Regions from separate parts of the Danio rerio genome. Here region 1 is linked to region 2. Evidence: chromatin contacts called from public HiChIP or PLAC-seq data. All regions are on one chromosome and are shown on one strand. Each heading gives the region's core, a stretch centred on a gene start, on an enhancer-like site or on the middle of the called end of the contact. The rest is flanking DNA. Distances are from core to core; before and after follow the strand shown.

The links. HiChIP or PLAC-seq counts read pairs in DNA pulled down with a chosen protein or histone mark.
Region 1: an H3K4me3 HiChIP or PLAC-seq map of gastrula embryo shows a contact between it and region 2, with 2.2 times the contacts expected there. The contact joins the promoter of pim3 here to the promoter of ube2q2 in region 2. A contact is called at or near these places in 1 of 18 Hi-C or Micro-C datasets (an unstated tissue) and 2 of 4 datasets of contacts at active chromatin or transcription factors (embryo and gastrula embryo).

What each region holds. Positions count from the first base shown.
Region 1 is chr25:32,050,021-32,056,798 of GRCz12tu, forward strand. It overlaps pim3 (Pim-3 proto-oncogene, serine/threonine kinase), which reads left to right and starts at 1,671. Exons shown (of 6, transcript NM_001034978.2): 1 at 1,671-2,122; 2 at 2,365-2,474; 3 at 2,568-2,618; 4 at 2,702-3,065; 5 at 4,252-4,428; 6 at 4,969-6,221. The coding sequence starts at 2,035. The coding sequence ends at 5,141.
Region 2 is chr25:31,835,793-31,842,361 of GRCz12tu, forward strand. It overlaps ube2q2 (ubiquitin-conjugating enzyme E2Q family member 2), which reads right to left and starts at 3,095. Exons shown (of 13, transcript NM_001328204.1): 1 at 2,765-3,095; 2 at 1,322-1,426. The coding sequence starts at 2,923. LOC141381008 (a long non-coding RNA gene) reads left to right here and starts at 5,868. Exons shown (of 6, transcript XR_012400475.1): 1 at 5,868-5,906; 2 at 6,227-6,331.

The DNA.
Region 1 (6,778 bases), core at 421-2,920, 210 kb after region 2:
ATGTTGCACATTTACTGTCTAGATGTAAGTCATGGCTCATTACATTTTACATTTCATTACATTTTATTTATCTGTATGTATGTATGTATGTATGTATGTATGTATATATGTATGTAAGATATATATATATATATATATATATATATATATATATATATATATATATATATATATATATATATATATATATGTTATATGTTATATATATATCATATATATATGTATATATTATATTTCACTTAATTAATAAATAATATTAAATATTAGATATTTATCATAACATAAGAATTTTTATAAATATATATATATATATATATATATATATATATATATATATATATATATATATATATATATATATATATATATATATATATATATATATATATATGAGCAATATCACACTCGTAGCAGTGCGATATGGCTGTATATCGGCACTGGTGGGAGGCGTACGTGTACCCACCAATGGCGATATACAGCCATATCGCACTGCTATGATTGTGTTATTGCGTTTATACAACAGTTTGACGGCATAATTGTGTATATAAAAAAAAAAATCAAACATGGAGAGTCTCAAAACCCCTTTTGTATGAGGAACTACTTTCTTCCGCCTTTGGATTCAAATCATGGGCTGACAGTTAAACAGCTGTTAAAACAGTTAAAAGCATCTTTTAAACTTTAGATCTGTAGTGTATGCTTTTTGCTGGCTGTATGTGTGTGGAGTAATACACAAACTGTAAAGAGGCTGTAGGAGTTCTGATATTGCAGAATATCGCACGGCTTTCAGCCAATCAGATTTGAGAACCAGACAGAACTGTTGTGTATGTGTGTGTGTGTGTGTGTGTATGTATATATATATATATATATATATATATATATATATATATATATATATATATATATATATATATATATGTGTGTGTGTGTGTGTGTGTGTGTGTGTGTGTGTGTGTGTGTATGTATGTGTGATGTATCTATTATATTTCACTTAATGAAATAATATTAAATATTAGATATTTATCATTACATAAGAAATAAATCTTTATAATGTTTTATTATTATATAGAGAATGCATTAATAACTATACATTAATATTACACTAAACATTTTACACCAATGGCATAATATGGGAAAGTACAATAATAAAATAAATAATAAATATAATTACACTAAAATAACAAAAGCAGTTCAATTAAAATAAAATACCTTTACAATAATTATTCATTTAAATTATAAAATGATTCAAAAAGGCTTTACACAGGAAACGTGTAATATTTCAAATATTTGTTATAATATTTTTTTTAAAATATAAATTCAATTATGCTTAGTTATTAAATAAAGTGTTATTGTTATCCTTATTACAATTATACAAGCCCAACCCGGCAATATTACTCTAATTAGTCACCGTACAATTATATAAACTGTGCAACGTGGTTGGTCTTGTTATATAGCCAAAGTGCAAAGCTCTCAGACGAGATATCCATGGGCGTCTCGCACTATTCTCCAAACGCACTATTTATCATTGCTGACCGTTGCTGATACATTTACGGTATCTTCCCATATTTTACCCATCTGTGTTTTATTTCTCATATAACCATTAATTTATTTTTAATAAATGCATTTGTTTGTGATTTGATTGTAGTGAGGCTTTCCGTCGCGGAGGGATTTGTGCAAAGCTTCCAGCGCCCAAACACGAGAATTAAGAGTTAATACGGTCTCCGCGCTCTCTCACACACAGACACATGAACCGAGCGCACCGACCGGGCTCAAAAGCGCAAACGTGTGCAGTTCTCTCTCACTATGGGTGCGCGGGGACATTTGTGAATAATTACTGGAGTTTGACACCTTTGTAAACGAGGATTCGGAATCCGTTTGCGATCATCCGTGGGATTTTCGGACGGAGTCCCACTCCTGAATACATTTTTTGAAGGGAATTCTGTCTTCTCGTTGAAGGACGGGGTGCCGGTGTTTTCCGGTGCGAAGCAGTTACGCATCTTTAAGGACTCGGATTTTTTTTGGAGAAGACAACAGAAGATGTTACTCTCCAAGTTTGGATCCTTTTCCCATATTTGTAACACGACCAACATCGACCACTTACCGGTGAAAATTCAACTCCAAGCAGGTAGATATCGTTTTTTAGATTCATCGCGCTAGTTATTTGCCTTTTCTCACATAACATCTTATTTTAAATTCAATGTTTACTACTAATATTCTATAAGCGACAAATTTAGCCTCTTTAATCGGCACGCGCCTGTCTGTGACCTGAGCGTGGAGCCATTTTGTTGCCAACCGCGCGTTATACACACTCGGATTTATGTCACGTTATTACATTAACACTGTTTATTCCCCTTCTTCATTCCACAGCCAAGACCGAAAGGGAGCCATTTGAGAAGGTTTACCATGTGGGTTCGGTGCTGGGAAGCGGTGGGTTTGGTACAGTGTACGCCGGTACTCGTATCTCAGACGCGTTGCCGGTAAGCGCTCGCTTTGTTTTGGTGGCAGCACATGGCCGCGTTTGGCGCCACGATCACATATTCATATGCGCGTTTTTCTCTTTTTGTCTGTAGGTTGCAATAAAACACGTCGCCAAGGAGAGAGTGACCGAATGGGGTACTATTGTAAGTAAACTATCATACTCTTTATTAATATTAACAGTATAAACGATTTATTTCTAACCAGTGCGGTTTTATTTGTATTCCAGAACGGGTCGCTGATTCCACTCGAGATTGTTTTGTTGAAGAAAGTGGGAAGCACGTTTCAGGGGGTCATTAAACTCATAGATTGGTATGAGAGACCCGACGGATGGTTGATTATAATGGAGCGGCCGGAGATGGTGAAGGATTTATTCGACTACATCACGGAGAAAGGCGCGCTGGATGAAGACACCGCCCGGGGCTTCTTCAGACAGGTTTTGGAGGCGGTTCGCCACTGCTACAGCTGCGGGGTGGTTCACCGAGATATCAAAGACGAAAACCTCCTGGTGGATTTACGCACGGGGGACCTGAAGCTCATTGACTTCGGCTCCGGGGCCATCCTGAAGGACACCGTGTACACAGACTTTGATGGTGCGTCCTTCACTTTTACCCATCCTGCTTTGCTACGGCTTAACGTTGCGTGTGCACCTGCCGCGCTGAGCTTAATGTTTTGGAAAAACTGTCAATTCATGGTTTAAGTAATTTTACTTACAATTTTGATTTTTAAGTGCATCAAACATTAAAAACAGCATCGGTGGTTTAATCTGTTACGAAGAAGATACCTTCGGGGAAAAAAAACTTAAACCTGTCAAGATAAACAATTTATTATTATTCGACTGGAAACTTTAGAGAGATTTGCTTATGCGCGTGTATAAATCTGTGATAAATGGTAAATCGTAATATAGTTTTCGAATTTAGCATTATAAATAGCTCTAATCCTCGAGTGGGAAGATATTTGTGGAGAGAACTATTTATAACATTTTTTTAGTTGACACTTCAGACATTGCACAGTTTTCAGGAAAGTGTGTATATATAAATATATAGGAATTAGGTTGTGTGTTTGTTTTTTTTTTTAAAGTCCTCAGTGGTTGCTTTAAAAGCGTAATATTTTCACACATGCTGTTATTTAATGGCCTATTAGTTTATTCTTGCGTTTTAAAACTCCTTTAATGTAACTCTAGCCTTCCAATCTGAGAGAGAAGTCAGTGGAAAGGATCAGCTGTTACTGCGTAGCATCTGTTTGTTGTGAAACCTGAGTTGCTGAACCACGTGATCCCATCACGGATCCCTGTTTTTGTTTGGTATCCAAGCGACTCCTGGCCTTTGGGGGCCTGTCACACCACCCCTAGTTGAAGGGGCTTTTGTTGGGGGAAGTGACTCATGCTGGAAGCATGTGGAGTTGCTGTAGCTTGTGACTGTTTGTACCTGAAAGTCTCCCTTTTAGATCACCGTCCTGTTTCAGCTTGCTTGTATTTTTCGGGAATGGGTTGTTCTCCAGGCTCGCAGTGAGACTGGCTGGAGGAGGGAGAGCCAGACTGCTGGCGCCCCCCTTGTTTGAGTCAGCTGACTAGAGTGGCTCATTATACAGTGCTGCAGTGTAATCAAAATCGGCACTTTTTGTGCCAAAAAAAGAGAGAAAAGGACTGCGATTATGAAAAGAGTGTTGTGTCATGGCAAAAATAGAAAATCTCCATTCAGTCAACAAAACAAAGAGAAAAAAAGTGAAGGTCAATCCTCTCAAGAGTTGAATTGTAAACCAAATGTTTTTATTTTGCAGGCACGCGAGTGTACAGTCCTCCTGAGTGGATTCGTTACCACAGGTACCACGGGCGCTCAGCAACTGTTTGGTCCCTGGGTGTCCTGCTGTACGACATGGTGTGCGGAGACATCCCGTTCGAACACGATGAGGAGATTCTGAGAGGACGGCTCTTTTTCAGAAGGAGAGTCTCACCAGGTGAGATTGGTCACATGTTTAATTTTTAAAGAGACAGTTGACCCAAAAAGGACAGCTTACTTGCCCTCAAGTGATTCTAGACCAGGAGTGCCCAAACTCGGTCCTGGAGGGCCGGTGTCCTGCATATTTTAGTTCCAACCCCAATTAAACACACCTGAAGCAGCTAATCAAGCTCTTTTTAGGTATACTAAAACTTCCAGGCAGGTGTGTTGAAGGAAGTTAAACTATGCAGGACATCGGCCCTCCAGGACTGAGTTTTGGACACCCCTGATCTAGACCACTATGAGTTTGTGTTGAAAACTAAAGATATTTTGAAGAAAGCTCGACCTGTAGCCATCGACTTCCATAGTAGGAAAAGCAAATACTATGGAGGTCAATGGTTGCAGGTTTCTAGCCTTCTTCAAAATCATTTCTTTAGTTTTCAACACAAAGTCAAACCAGTTAGGAAAAGTGAAGGGTAAATGACAACATCATTTTCAGATTTTTCAAGTCTTTTGAGGATGAGAATGCTGAACATAGCCTTTTTTTTCTGTCCTTCAGTGTGTCAGCAGCTCATCAAATGGTGCCTCTGCTTGAGACCTTCAGACCGGCCCACGTTGGAGCAGATTTTTGAGCATCAGTGGATGCGGACGGAAGAAAACCCGAAAACAGCAGAAAGCGTCAACATCACACTCCACACCATCAGTACAGAAGCAGGAAATGAGAGCCTTTGACGGATGCGGGGATATGCAGAGTGACTCTTTGAGCTTTTTGCTTTTGTTTCCAATCTGTTGGTTATCAGGACTTCGATTTATGTTGCATAATTGTCTTCTTTTTTATTTTTGGTTGTGTTTCTTGCTAAGGGTGAGTTGTTACCCGTAGGGATTGCGTGGGCAGTGATGCTGGTGATCCTTTGATTTTACTGGTTGCTCTTATAGAGCTTGGACATAATTTTTTTTAGACTATCCTTTTAGTTTTCGGTGCCTTTTTTGAAAAGCTGCTTTTATGGGATTCAAGTCACGACAGACACCAGGTGGATTTTCATGGATTTTAGGGGAACTCCCCTGGACTCCTGGGAAGCTTCAAAGACTGTATGTAGTTTTGTGGTGGGTCTCCCTTGCCCTCTAGTGGTCGAATACTTGAAGTACACACTTACTACTCTTAACAGTATCTCTCTGCTGCTCTACCATTCATATTCACTATTTGGACAATTTCCCCCTTCTGTTGTTGTTCATTTTTCTGAATGTCTTCCACTATTTTATCTCTGTTGATGTCACTTTTTAGACTTTGCTTGGCAGAGACTTGAGTGATGTGCACAATCAATGCAATATTCATGGACTCACTTTCCTTCCCCTCTTTTTTTTTTTTTTGACATTTTTTATTTTTTAAATTCAAGTATTTGCATTGTATTTATGTACATTTTTTTTTCTTCCATGTATATTATTTATTCATGCAATACAAACATTCCACATTCAGTGGCTATTTATTTATTTATTCATTTTATACCATCTGCAAAAAAGTCAATTGAAAATGTAAAGAGTCCCCTGGGCTTTTCTTTAGTTTAACCTAAAGGGTCATAGACATGCTAAAGCTATCTAATACTGATACAAATATAAGATTGAGATGTTTAGTGATGCCATTTTCTGATGTAGTGTAAAATTTAGAATCAGTTTTCGCTCCATGTGAAGTGGAAGTAAAATGTGTTTTAGTCCTTCCACTGTGACAGTGTGGAATTCTTTCTTTTTTTTTTTTTTTTGAACTGGTGAAACATTTATTTTTTTATATTGGACACAATAAATTCCTTTCATATGTAATGTTTGTGTGGTGTCTATATATAAATCCATTTAAAATGTATTTAATAATTGTATTACAATAAGCTTTATTTATATATATATATATATATATATATATATATATATATATATATGAGCAATTCCGTGCAAATGTCAACCTTGCCATGAAAAAAAAATTCGTTTTTACCAAAATACGGAAACCATTTCTGGGTTTTTTGTGTAAGCAAGTATTTTACAGTACTTTAAAAATACTCAAAAATGCATCTGTCAATGTTTTCAAACTATTCTATTTGATTTACCAAAGTCACACAAATGGTAATTTTACATGCGTCACATCCATAACAGAGAGATGTCACATCCATAACGACACTTTTTCCTCAGAAATGTGAAAATATTAAATAAAATAAAACCAAGCAATTTTGTTTTATAGAGAGCCGACTCTAATCCTTTTGATTAGCATTATTTCTTTTGGGTTGTGCAGTTTAATTCACAGAATTTCTACAAAGTGTGTTGTATACTGTAAACTCGCAGACTTTTTTTGTCACATCCATAACGCATGCTTATTTTTCTCATTTAAA
Region 2 (6,569 bases), core at 1,845-4,344:
CGGAAACCATGCAGAGTATATACAAGAATCAGAGAGTGAAATTCAAGACCTTTAAGGGTGCTTTCACACCTACACTTTTATTTCGGAACGTATCTCGTTTGCCCAGTTAGCGCGGTTCGTTTGGCATATGTGAACAGGGCAATCGCGCTCTGTTCCACGCCAAAGTAATCGCTTCGAGATCGCTTGAATGAGGTGGTCTCGGCTCGATTGAAACGAACCCTGGAGCAGTTCGATTGCAGTGAGAAAGCGATCCGATCCGAGCGCGGTTATATCACAGTGTTTTATGGATATGTAATAGGCTTATGGCTATATGAAGAGAGAATTATGAGTAGGGTGGGAAGTTTCGTGAGTCGAAAACGAGTGATGAACTCCCGGTAATCTCGCGTCTCCCTCCCGATCCTTAAATAGGCATTGTTATGCACCCTTCTCACCCCTCCCCACCGCATCTCTCCTCAGACACGTCGCACGCGCACCCTGTCAATCACCACCAAACCACCACCTCTCCTGACAGTTTAGCGGGATGCTGGAAAATGAACCCTGACACTCTGACCAATGTAAGGAGAGTTTACTCGCACGTGACTTGTTTTAGCTCCTTTGGTCCGATTAGAAACTTTGTAGTGTGAAAGCGAACCGCTCCAAAAGCAATGTAACGATTGTAATCTCTGTTTCGGAACAACTGAATCGATTCACAGGTGTGAAAGCACCATAAGACTCTTTCCATCCACTTTAAGACAATATAACCACTTTTCAACCGTAAACACTAGTGAGATTTTAAATTACAGTATATTAATTAAATATTAATGTAAGAAATTAATCCAAAACTAAAACAATATTCATATACTGAAAAAATTATATTAAATCTAGCTAATTTAGCAGGTTGGCACCTATAGAATTGCAGAAATAATGGTGTTGCATTGGTAACTGCAGTAAACAAATCACCATAATTTCAAATCTAGTAGGACTTCAATGATTTCATAAACTACACAGCATCCTTATATTCATAGATATAATTCAGGCAAACTTTAGCATGCAATTATACATTGCCTAAACTAAAATGATATTAAATTTAAGTTTTACTTTTATACTTTTATCTTACTTTTTACTTTTAAACAATCCTTATTGGGGTCAATAAAAATTCTGTTTCAATTCTCAAAAACCGTTATGCTGCTTAATATATGTATTTTTAAGTGTATTTGCTACAGTTCTATCAAGATGAAATAAAAGTATTAATTGTCTACAGGGTAAAAAATTAACAGCCACCAATCAAGCATCAAAATACCATCTCATTACCATCTCAAGTGGGAAAAAAACACTTCCTTACCAAAGCATTGCCTTTTCTGACATCCTCCAGTCGTTCAAGGACTTCAGTCAGACTTGGATCATCAGAATCAACAAACCATATTGGTGGTGTTGAAGGATAAGACTCCTACAAAAACATCAAGAGTAACAAAATCAGCATCTTCATACCCGTATCAAACCCATTTGTCCTTTCACAAGGTTGCTAAAGTCTTCTCATTTCAGTTCAGCCACTTGCATGACAAACAGCCACATTAACAGATGCCAAACCAATGAATCAAACTCTGCAGCTTCTTCTCTCAATGAGAAAAGACCACAGCAGACCCGCGCAGTGTTGTTTATTTCAGAGAAGTGTTTGTCAGAGCTGATGATCTTCCACGTAAAATCATGTGAACATTATGTTCTCATCCACTAGTTAGAAATCTCCTCCCATTGTGTCTTCCATCAAGGGAGAGCCAAAATGATGGCGATGTGATATTCTTTTGCTTGTCAGGACCATAAACTGACCTCATAGCACCTCAAATCAGTATACAAGCTCAGCAAACTAACTGGCCTCTAGAACACACAAAAAACAGCAGCCAGTTGCACTGCAGTGGCGTCGTTTTGCAAAAACAATGTAGGTTCTGATGACAACACTCCTTCATAATGTAGTGCAGTTAGCATACACTCAACATACATGCAGATTTCGCTCAAAGATGCGAAATGGCAAATAAACGCGATGACTGAAAACGCGCTAATGTTGCTAGCACATGTAAGGCAACATTAACAGTTACGAAAATATTATACATTTATGATAAAATCATTTACATGGCGAAAAACTGAACAAACTTCGAGCATTTTAAATCTACGCATTTCGTAGCAGGCCCAAGTTAGCTGAACGGAGAACTTCGACAAACCAGCTAAACAAATTGCGAAATTAGCTAGCCGAGGATTTAACAAACTGTTGTGTTTACACAAAATGTTTCAATGCTCGATAAATAATCCACAAACAACATCCCAAATCCGCGATAAAAAGATTTTAAAAAATAAGTTCACCCCAAAACGTCGTTTAGCAAGCTAAACTACCAGCTAAGCCAAATTAGCACACAAGCTAATTACATGACAACTAATTTAAAGTGACGCAGAATGCAAAACATCCACCGGTCTTGGTCAACCATCTCCTGTACACAAGAATAAATAACGCTGACGATTAGCTGATGGTTTTATTAAGCCAACAAAGTGAAACCGAGAGCAAACGCAGTTAACTTTGTTAGCTAATACACCAGCAAGCTAAGCGTAGCTCGCGCTGCTTGTTTAGCAGTGATTTTGACATCTTTTTGATTATAAAACTGAACATTGATCACCCTAAATGCTTTTATTCGCACTATCATGGCTTTATTCGAGCAAACAGGGGCTTGTGGGTGGTGTTGTTTCACTCGGCCTTGCCTTGTTCGCATGTAAACCTACACACGGGGCTGGTGGATCTTACCGTGATGTTGCAGTGAATAATCAGCAGCTTTTCTCCCGTCACATTAAACTGGCAGCTCAGTTCGTCTGGCTTCCAGTCGATTATTCGAAATCGCTCATGGTTTGGGTCAAAGATTGACTCCAGGAACTTTAATTCGGCCTTCAGCCCCGACACCGACATCTTCCACTCATCTCATCAGCAGCCAGGCCGCGGGGGGAAGGGACGCACGGAGACCGCGAGCGCGCAGCTGATCCAGCGAGAGTGCGTGTGTGTGAGCGCGCGGCGGCGGAGGGAGGCTGGAGGAGAGAAACAACAAAGAGGGGGCGGGGAGAGAGAGGCGAACTGGAGGCCGGAGAGACGACAAAACAACGCCCGCCAAGAAATACTGCGAGAGAGGGGAAGTGGGTGATCGAGATCTGCGTGGACTACTGGGACGCCAATTGTGTTTTTCTTAGGTGAATGTGTGGTTGACCATTCTTCGTCTTCTGTATGACAGTCCTCTTGTATTATCCAACATATAAAAGAAAGAAAATTACATAATAATAATAATATGCATTTATTTTTATTATGCAAGAAAGAACATTTACAAAGACACAATATTAATAAAAAGACAAAAAGGGTTACATACATAAAATCACAGGAAATTAAACAAATTAAATGCTTCACAACAAGAAAGAGTTTTACGTGCAATTTACACTCTTTTAAGGAGTTCACATATAAATCAAAGTCCTTTCTGAAAATAAAAATAGGGGTGTTTCTTTGAAATTTTACATTTAGGGATGTAAAAATTAGCCAGAAAAAGCTATAAATTAATAATAAATTTTCAAAGAGAAGAATCTAAGTTCAGAAAGTAACCAACTACTACAATTTTGGGGAAATCAGGGTGTTGTTAGGGTTGAAAGGGAAAGGGAAAGGGATTAACCCCAAAGAAGTCAAAGAAAGAAGTTGTAATTCAACCTACTAAAATACCCCCACTTTCAAAGGGTGATCTACTCCACTCTTAATAATAGGATTATACATGGTTTAATGATAAATAAAGTTTTTTGTAGTTGTCTTTTAACAATAAATTGTAAAGCTTTGTGACTTGTAATACCAAAAAGGAAAAAAATTGATAAATTAACCCATTTCTCATTTATTAGTCTGTTATGAGCCATATCATACCTCTTGAGCCTCCTACACTGCAAAAAATGCTTTTCTTACTTAGATTTTTTGTATTGTTTCTAGCCCAAATATCTACAAATTTTTAAATCAAGAAGCATTTTCTAGACAAGCAAAACTTATTGTCGTGTTTTAAGAAATAATATGCCAAAATAAAGTGAGTTTTTTCTTAAATCAAGCAAAATAATCTGCCAATGGGGTGAGCAAAGTAATCGTGTTTTTTGATTTGTGATAAGATTATTTTGCTTATCCCATTGGCAGATTATTTTGCTTGATTTAAGAAAAAACTCACTTTATTTTGGCATATTATTTCTTAAAATAAGACAATATGTATTGCTTGTCTAGAAAATGCTTCTTGATTTAAGAACTTTAAGATATTTGGACTAGAAACAAGACAAAAAAAAATCTAAGTAAGAAAAGTGTTTTTTGCAGTGTATCACCTCCTGATTTGCAGTTTCTGTTTGTTTTTTGAAAATGTAATTATCTTCAAATCTGAAAATAGGATTTATTTTATAGTGTGAGTTGTTATCCAGTGTGATACAAAGCTACAAACATGTTCATTTAGACAGAGGGATTAACTAAGGTCTAGTGTTGTCAAGATACTGGAATTTCTAAATTCAATACCTTGTAAAATATTGATATTCAAAAATAGTTCAAAGACAATCAAATTTAAAGGGATTTTTTTTCAGTTTTCCTCAAAGGGCGACACAGTGGCGCATTAGGTAGTGCTGTCGCCTCACAGCAAGAAGTTCGCTGGTTTGAACCTCGGCTCAGTTGGCATTTCTGTGTGGAGTTTGCATGTTCTCCCTGTGTTCATGTGGGTTTCCTCCGGGTTCTCCGGTTTCCCCCGCAATCCAAAGACATGCAGTACAGGTGACTTGGGTAAGCTAAATTGTCCGTAGTGTATGAGTGTGTGGATGTTTCCCAGAGATGGGTTGCGGCTGGAAGGGCATCCGCTGCGTAAAAACATGCTGGATGAGTTGGCAGTTCATTCCACTGTGGCCACCCCGGATTAATAAAGGGACTAAGCTGATAAGAAAATGAATGAATTATTTTTTCTTCAAAATAGGTTAATGTGGGCTTTGCACTTTAAATGCATGTAATGCCTGTTTCATTCACATTTAGGCAGAAATTCCATATTTCAATTCCATGTTGGAGTTTTCCGGGAGACAGAACAAAAGGGGAGATGGGTCTAATGTATGTGGTAATTTTAAGTACTTAGATAACAAAATAAATGCTATACCACCTATTTTTATTTAAGTGACATATTCCAAAAGAGGTGATGCAGTGGCGCAGTAGGTAGTGCTGTTGCCTCACAGCAAGAAGGTCGCTGGTTCGATCCTCGGCTCAGTTGGCGTTTCTGTGTGGAGTTTGCATGTTCTCCCTGCGTTCGTGTGGGTTTCCTCCGGGTGCTCCGGTTTCCCCCACAGTCCAAAGACATGCGGTACAGGTGAATTGGGTAGGCTAAATTGTCCGTAGTGTATAAGTGTGTGTGAATGTGTGTGTGGATGTTTCCCAGAGATGGGTTGCGGCTGGAAGGGCATCTGCTGTGTAAAAACTTGCTGGATAGGTTGGCGGTTCATTCCGCTGTGGTGACCCCGGATTATTAAAGGGATTAAGCCGACAAGAAAATGAATGAATGAATGAAAACCTTGCACAAGTGACTTTTATTCTAAATTTTAAACCTTATTCTTAAAACAAATAGTGCTTAACATATCACTAAAATGCAGCATTTAAATCTTAAAATTAAATAGTACACAGCAAATTCATCAGAGTTAAATTCTCGGTGTTGAAGCATTTCAGAGTAAAGTGTTGACGTTAAAGAGTTAGATTTTGATAAATGAATATAATAAGAGTTAGAATTGATTTTATTCAGTGCGAAATCAAGGAGTTATCTTTTCTACACTTGGTGGAGTTATTTCCAACATCCGGGAATTCATGCAGCCCCAGTCACTGAAGAATTTTCCAGACGCCATTTTCCATCTGAGGTTTAGAACAGCAACTGGTGAGTCAAACTACCTAAATGTTGGTATTTTTACTGACTTTCTTTAAGGAAATACAGTTGTAAACATATTGTTAAGTTAATAATTTTAGAATAGAGTGACAATTTTAAACTTCTGCGGTTCATTCATGGTCGTTTGTGTATCTAGCTTAACTGCATTACTATTGACTTCTTTTCAGAATGTTTTTATATATGCTCACGCATACATAGTGCATAAAAACATCAAATGTACATGTTCAACACATTTCTGTCACGCTTAATGCTATTTTGTGCGTTGTTACCCATCTGAAAAATAAAATCGACACTTCTCCTTTAATTTGAAGCAAACTAGCGAGGGAATCCCCGGAGCAGCCTAGCCTACTCTGCCCGGATGCTAACGGCAACACAGGACGGTTTCCATGAGCTCTGGAGTTTCTAAAACATATCTGGTGAGTAAATGAACATGCTTACTTGTAAAAGGCTTCCTGACTGAAACATATGATTGTTTGTTATTCGTGTACGTTAATTTGGTTATTTTAAACACCGCAGCTCTTTTAAACTGGTTCATTCGTGGCCGTCCATATAACGTTAGTCCATAGACTCGCGTGATAACGTAACAGTTACGCTTGAATTATATTAAGTGTTGACAACCATTAAAGTCGGAATGTTAACATTAATGTCTTTAAA